Regions from separate parts of the Zea mays genome. Here region 2 is linked to region 1. Evidence: chromatin contacts called from public Hi-C data. All regions are on one chromosome and are shown on one strand. Each heading gives the region's core, a stretch centred on a gene start, on an enhancer-like site or on the middle of the called end of the contact. The rest is flanking DNA. Distances are from core to core; before and after follow the strand shown. Region 1 holds the start of LOC100272535. Region 2 holds the start of LOC732729 (putative protein phosphatase 2C 9).

Region 1 (3,544 bases), core at 507-3,006:
GAAGGAACCAAAGGACTCAGTTGTAGCGCGATACCCACTGGGATTTCAACATCTTGAAGAGGAATAACGCAAGCTACTAGCTCATCGATAGGTCTCTGCACACTGGTCGTATACACCATCAATCGAACAAACCAATCCATTTATCAATTCTTTTTTACTTTATTGCCTTAGGAGTATCTAGTAACGTAGCCTTCTTCGTCTCAATCTTCACCTCTCTATGTCGTTTAGAGGCCTCTTGGGTGGCCTGCCTACCCCAAGACAAACCCTAAGATCTCTCCTCCGTGACACTGTCCCTCTAGGGGCCGAGATCCACGTGTCGTGTTGGCGAACGCTGCCACCCAGCGCACACGCGAACCGTCCGACCACCAGACGCGGACCGTCCAACTCAGCGCAGGAATCCCCGCTCCTGCTGTTAAGTCGTGGACTGTCTGGCCTTAAACCACAGACTGTATGCACGACGCAGAGGGTCCGCCGGGCGGAACAACTCGTAGTGATTGGCGACTAGATCGACACCGACACTTTGTTTCAATAAAACAAAATAATATGTGTTCCGTTTGTCAGACGGTGTGTAATATTGAGTCAACAACTAAGGTTTGAACCTACACTTGTGCATAATTTTAACTTACTTTTTGCATAACCATGGACGTGGGCGTTAATGTTTGAACCACATGTTAGATTAGAAAGAAGTATATGCTTTTTTTTAAAATAATGACGATAGAAACCAGAAAAACTAGTGCTTTAGGTCTTCTTTGGATCAAATGATAATTTCGTGAATCCTAATTTTTTCTGTGTTTTTTAAAGTAATTTATGTGAAAATTCTATATTATCTTTGTGAAATTTAAGGGTTTCAAAGGAGGCGTATAGTAGTAGAGACAGATACTATAATTGGAACAGCGGTGACACGCATTTTTTTTAACATTTCAGTTCACAGTATCGTTTTGAAATTTAGAGGGGTGTTTGGTTTGTAGGGACTAATGTTTAGTCACTACATTTTATTTCATTTTAGTTCCAAAATTACCAAATATAGAAACTAAAACTTTATTTTAGTTTCTATATTTAGCAATTTATAGACTAAAAAAGAATAAAATGAATGGACTAAGGGGTGTTTGGTTTCTAGGGACTAATGTTTAGTCCCTTCATTTTATTCCTTTTTAGTGTATAAATCGCTAAATATAGAAACTAAAATAAAATTTTAGTTTCTATATTTGATAATTTTGGAACTAAAATAGAATAAAATCTAGGGACTAAACATTAGTCCCTAAAAACCAAACACCCCATAACTCTAGAAACCAAACATCCCTTACCATACTAAAAATATGAATGAGAATGAAAAAGGTACGAACGCGGACAGCAAATTTCCCCATTTCTCTCCCCTCCTCTAGGGCTCTAAAGCGACCGCGAACTGTATCTCCTCCCTCGCCATTTCCCAACACCCTCCTCCATCCCCCCTCCTAGGCTCACCAAGTCACCAGTCACTACCACTCCGCCAGCCAGGCGCTCCCTCCATTTCCGACGCGGCGCGCCGAGGTCTGCACGGACGCGCCTCGGTCACTCCGTCTTCCCACCTCTCCGGTCTCCGCTGGTCGTGGTCTCGAGTTCCCTCGCTTGCTTACGGGAGGCAACGACACGACCCCGATTCGAGTGGCGACCGGGGGAACCGCGTCTTCGTTCCGTCGGGGGCCGCCTCCGGGTACTCCATTCTCCGGCCCCGCGATTCCCTTCCTCGCCTGCTGCTGAGGATCAAGTCCTCTTCTAGTAAGACACCGCGGGCTCCAGGAGGCGCGGCCCAGGCTGCTGATCCTCGCCCCTGGACCGGTAGACACTGTGGTGGTGACTGGTGAGTGATTTTCTTTAGCTAGGGTCTGGACATGATAGTTAGCACTGGACTATAAACCAGAGCATAAAATTGGACATGACAGGACCGAGTCATGAAACAAAAAATATCAAATATTACATTTATTTTACATGTATTATCACAATTTAGTTAATCTATGGTCATGTATACCGTGTTCTTTTAATTTTATCATATTGCATATGAAAATTTTGGCTAGGACTACCTTGTTTCAAATCCTGCGTTCACCACTGCTGCCTCGTGTCACGTCACGCCCACCCCAACCCTATTCTGTGTGCCGTGGTGTGGGTTACCCAGATTCATGGTTGCTTGTTTGTCTTGGACCGTAACTGGTAGTTGTTCCAGGCTGTTGTGTTTCACATCATGGGGATAATGATAATACCTTTTTTTTCTCTACTTGATTTGCAAGCCAGCGCTGCTGATACATTTTGTTACTGCTGTGGCGTGTTTTTGGTAGTAAGGGTTGTGCTGTGCATTTTAGCTTCTAGCGGGTACACCTGAGTCTGCTGGCTCTTTGCAGTTTGAACATGCACCAAGTTTTTTGGCACCAGCTTTAAATGTTCTTGTAACAAAGTATTCGAAACATAAGAACAATTTACAAGCCGTTGGGATTTAAGGAAATGTGCTTAGGTTCTTAGAATTCAAAATTTCAAATGGCATCCTGACCTATCTTGCAGTGTCTCCTTGCAGAAAGTTACATGGAAATCCCTAAATGACATGCCCTGTTAGAATGACATATTGCTAAAAAGCACTCCTTCAAAATATAGCTACTGCTGGATTTTGAAATAGTATGCCAGTCAATGCTATTAGATATCGTTGTTTTGATTCCGAGTGTGTTTTGTGTAAGGGCTCTTACTCCTTTCTTCTTACATACACAGCTCTCCTGCGTTGTCGAGAAAAAATGTTGTTGGATATAGTTAGGGTTAAATGTAGTGGCATAGATTCATCCTTGGGACATTTTGATTCTCACCACACTAGAAGATACTGGGGATAGCTCAATGCTTAAATCATGGTAATCGATTTAGGACCACCAGGTTTCTTGTGGCATGTTAAAAAGCCCCAAAGCGCCAACTTGTTCTATATAATGTATTATACTCGTTCTGTTCTCGTTAAACATGTTACATAGCCGCAGAATAATATTGCATCTTTAAATTTAGTAGCATTGATATACCCTATCATATCTTTTGCCTGTCCATGCTGAAACTGAACTCAAAGATCACTGAAAATAAAATTACTCGAGGAGATGAGGAAACTGATAGATTGGGGGCCAAATGAAATGAGATTTTTTTTATAATCATGGCATCACCTTCTGCAGGCACTATGAAATTTATTACGAAAAAGCAGCCTTTAATTTGTATTCTGGGAATAATGGTGCATCTTATACTGAGTACTTGAGCCATATGGTTATCCTAATTCCTAAATAAAAAATTGAGGTGGTTTGAAATATCATCCACCTGTTTTAGATTTTTTGAGCTATTGATGAAAGGAAAGTGCTTAGTGCCAGTGATGACCATAGATAAGATGTGTGAACTTTCATGGTTCAACAATATTTAAAGCCTTCCAAGCATGCATATTTTCCTATGTCGATGTTTCAACTTATACATAGCCATCTACCGATTGATAGTACTGAGAATTAATGCGTGAATATTATATTACTTACCATGACCCCCCACCCCACCATGAAGGTGTATA
Region 2 (3,544 bases), core at 495-2,994, 130 kb before region 1:
GACCCTCGAAAGGTATCTCACATAGACTATTGCGTCCCTCCCGAGTCCCGACGCGCAAACCCAAAGAGAAGCTCGTTTTCGCTTTTCTTGACCGCTTAAACAAAAGTACTCTAATCGTGCGTATGATCGCGTAAACATTATTTTACATTATAAAACTGAGAAGCATCGAAATAAGTGGGCTGGTTCAAAACAATATCACTATCGCTGTTTGGGACACTGTCGTATCTGCGAGAGACAAAATATAAGACCATGGGAGAAGCTCCAAATGAGTGAGGAAACGCAGGAGCATTATAGGGCTTGTTCGGTTATTTCTAACATATGTGTATTGATGAGATTGCAAAATATATGAAAGATTTTGATTTATTCGGGATTGAAACTCACTCAATCTCACCCAATCCACATGGATTGAGAGCAAAACGAACAAGTCCTAAAAGGTGCGCTAATGAAAGGAGGAGCAACTTCTATGGGAAGAGCTTCCATGGTTAGGGAGTAAGTTGGTGGTAGAGTCATCATTGTAAATAAGAGGACCATCAATGTAAGATGGAGTAGTGATACATAGGATCGGGATATAGATATGGAAACATATGTTGGTAATAGAGGAATCGTACGGTAGAAAGACAGTCGAAGAAGATCTCCCACACCGATAGGGCGCGTCAGAATAGTTATGAAGGTCGGTTGTTGATCAAGTTAATGAAGGTTTGAAACTTTGGACTAAATTTGAGATTTATATTGAAATAGAGAGTCAGATGCTAGGATAACAAAAGGACGAACGAATTAGAAAGTGAGAGATGCAAATGAATCTAAACATCCCCTATTTCATAGGTCGAATGCCAAGGCTTTAAATTTGACCATTTTTCATTTTTTTATACTCCCGACAATTTAAAATAGCTAGCTCACTGTGAAATACACCACGTCGTTAAAGGTGATCGATATCGACCGGTTCGGTCGATACCAACTGAGCCATTAAACAAGAAGACGACAGGTAACTGATCGATCGGTACCGACCCAATGGTTCAATGGCCCGGTCGGTAGAACCGATGGTTATCGACCGGGCCCTAATTCAACGTCGTTGGTACTATCCTGATCAATCGACCATTCGATAGTATGCTACTTACTACTAGCAGGACCACATCAATAGGAGCTGCCATATTGCATCTAGGCTCGCATGTTTAATACTCTCTCGGTCCTAAAACTTAATTAATTTTCGATTAAACATACATTCATTAATTAACTTATGAATATAGTTAATATATATATCTGTATTTATTATCATTTATTTGAATGTGAATAGAAAAAAGAGGGTTAGAAAAAACTACTCTGTCCTAAAATATAATTTGTTTTAGTTTTTAAATACATTTATTGATTAACATATGAATGTATTTTGTTTATATCTATTATTATTTATTCGAATATGGATGAAAAAATAAAACTAGAAAGAACTATATTTTATATTCTGATGTAGAGATAGTATATTTTAGGGCGGGGAGTAGTAATAATTTGATTGAAGGAAAAAAAATGAACCGGGGCCTGACTTCACGCTGGGCAGTGGGCACTGGGCACCCACCGGGCACCGGGGGCAGGACCACATTGAGTACCCGAAATTAATTTGCTGCCTGGTGTGGGTCAAACACTAACTCCCGGTTGACCATTCCAACAGGCCCCACCCGCTAACGGCGACGACGACTGCTTCCCCAGTGGGAGACCTGCAATCCTCAGCCACCTGCCCCTCCCCCTCCCCCATCTCCGTTCACCTCTTCCCCTCTTCCCTACCTTCCTGTATTCGCGGCGTCGAGTGCCGCCGCCCTTCGCCGGCGCCGAGCACGGAGCAACGCACCAGGTACGCCCCCCCCTCTCTCCTCCCTCCCTTCCTGCTCCTCAAAATCGAGCACCGCAAACCAAACCCTAGTACAAGCTGTAATTATTCGGATCTGACCCGGTTACATGGTGCATACTAACTCGGGGTTTCTGCAAAAATTATCGGGTGTACGCGTGTACACTCATGTCCTATGCTAGGTCCGCCCGTGGTTCCAGCGGAGGTCTCGCTGATTGTTGGGACTTACGGATTTCTCGCCTTTTTTTTGTTTCTAAAAGTTTCAGTACCTGGATTCGAACTGAGAGTGGATTACGAAGTCATGGCAAGGTTATGTTGCTTCGGCGCCGGTTGCTCCGATGTAAGTCCCACTTTTGATCGGTTTCCGCGTCTTTTTTTTTGGGCCACGGATATACTAGCATCTCTAGAATTTTTGTCAATTACTTTTGTGTTTCAATCACTAATACAACAAGATACTGACTTTCTCCTGTTTATAAGTCAAATAAATCTGAGGTTTCTGTTAAGGTTTAGTTTTTTCTTTATCCTTTCATCTTATAGCTGAACTTGAAGTGAAGAAAATATTATGTTGAAGTAATATGTAGTATGCTCCTTTGGCACTAGTAATAACAACTAGTGACCAATATTGACTTGTTGGCATGAAATACCATTATTATGCTAGCGTCTAGCGACACGAGTTGCACTAAACATAATCTCTCCAGTCTCCACCTGTAAGCGCTCCAAAAAAAGATGTTCATGAGCTGTCATTATTCATGAAACTTGTGAGTAAGCTAGGAGCTCTGCAAATTGCAATCTGGCTTGTGTTAGCACTTCAGCCCTCTTGCTGATTGTTCTGCTTGTATGCAGTTCACGGGGCAAGGGTCAATAGCATCCGGTAAAGGGAAAGGCTGTCAAGGGCAAGTCAAGATCTGCTATGGATATAACCTTGTAAGAGGGATGACGAATCATCCAATGGAGGACTATCATTTTGCCGAACTTGTTGATGTCAAAGGAAACGAGCTTGGTCTTTTTGCTATTTATGATGGTCATTTAGGGGATACCGTTCCTATGTATTTACAGAAGAATTTATTTACAAATATTTTGAATGAGGTAAGTTTTAAGCTTTTGTTTCAACAGCTCTTAATTTGCTAGCTGTGTGGTTATCATAACCTTGTCATTCTATTTTAGGAAGAGTTTTGGACACACACAGATAGAGCGATTATAAAAGCGTATGAAAAAACAGACCAAGCTATTCTGTCACATACTCCAGATCTGGGACAAGGTGGCTCCACTGCTGTAACCGCCATTCTTGTGAACGGCAGGAAGTTATGGGTAGCTAATGTTGGCGATTCAAGAGCTGTTCTTTTGAAAGGTGGTGAGCCCATACAGATGTCGATAGACCATGATCCGAATGTTGAGCGGAGTGTAATCGAAAATAGGGGTGGTTTTGTTTCAAATATGCCAGGTTTGTCCTCATTTTTTACTCTTTAAGCACGATACCCTGATTTAATTGACTGGGGTGCCTTTTTCGATATTTGGTTCATTGTCGGAAGCATTTGAACATGTGAAATACACAATCTTAGTGAAACATTTTTTATGGAATCTTATTGAATGGCTATTAGGTGTTGGAAAAATAAAAGGTGTTTACTAGCCAAGTTCAATAACATAATTTATTTAATCTTTACTGCAAAACAGAAGAACAAGTCTCCCTTAGTGGAGATAGCTGTACATACAGAG

The links. Hi-C and Micro-C count contacts between places; a contact is called where the count stands out from the background.
Region 2: a contact with region 1 is called in a Hi-C map of leaf, with 5 times the contacts expected there. The contact joins the promoter of LOC732729 here to the promoter of LOC100272535 in region 1. A contact is called at or near these places in 4 of 25 Hi-C or Micro-C datasets (ear, endosperm, leaf and 1 more).

What each region holds. Positions count from the first base shown.
Region 1 is chr10:145,702,858-145,706,401 of Zm-B73-REFERENCE-NAM-5.0, reverse strand. It overlaps LOC100272535, which reads left to right and starts at 1,756. Exons shown (of 21, transcript NM_001358365.1): 1 at 1,756-1,837.
Region 2 is chr10:145,835,806-145,839,349 of Zm-B73-REFERENCE-NAM-5.0, reverse strand. LOC732729 (putative protein phosphatase 2C 9) reads left to right here and starts at 1,744. Exons shown (of 6, transcript NM_001309487.1): 1 at 1,744-1,837; 2 at 2,092-2,171; 3 at 2,675-2,917; 4 at 2,996-3,272. The coding sequence starts at 2,133.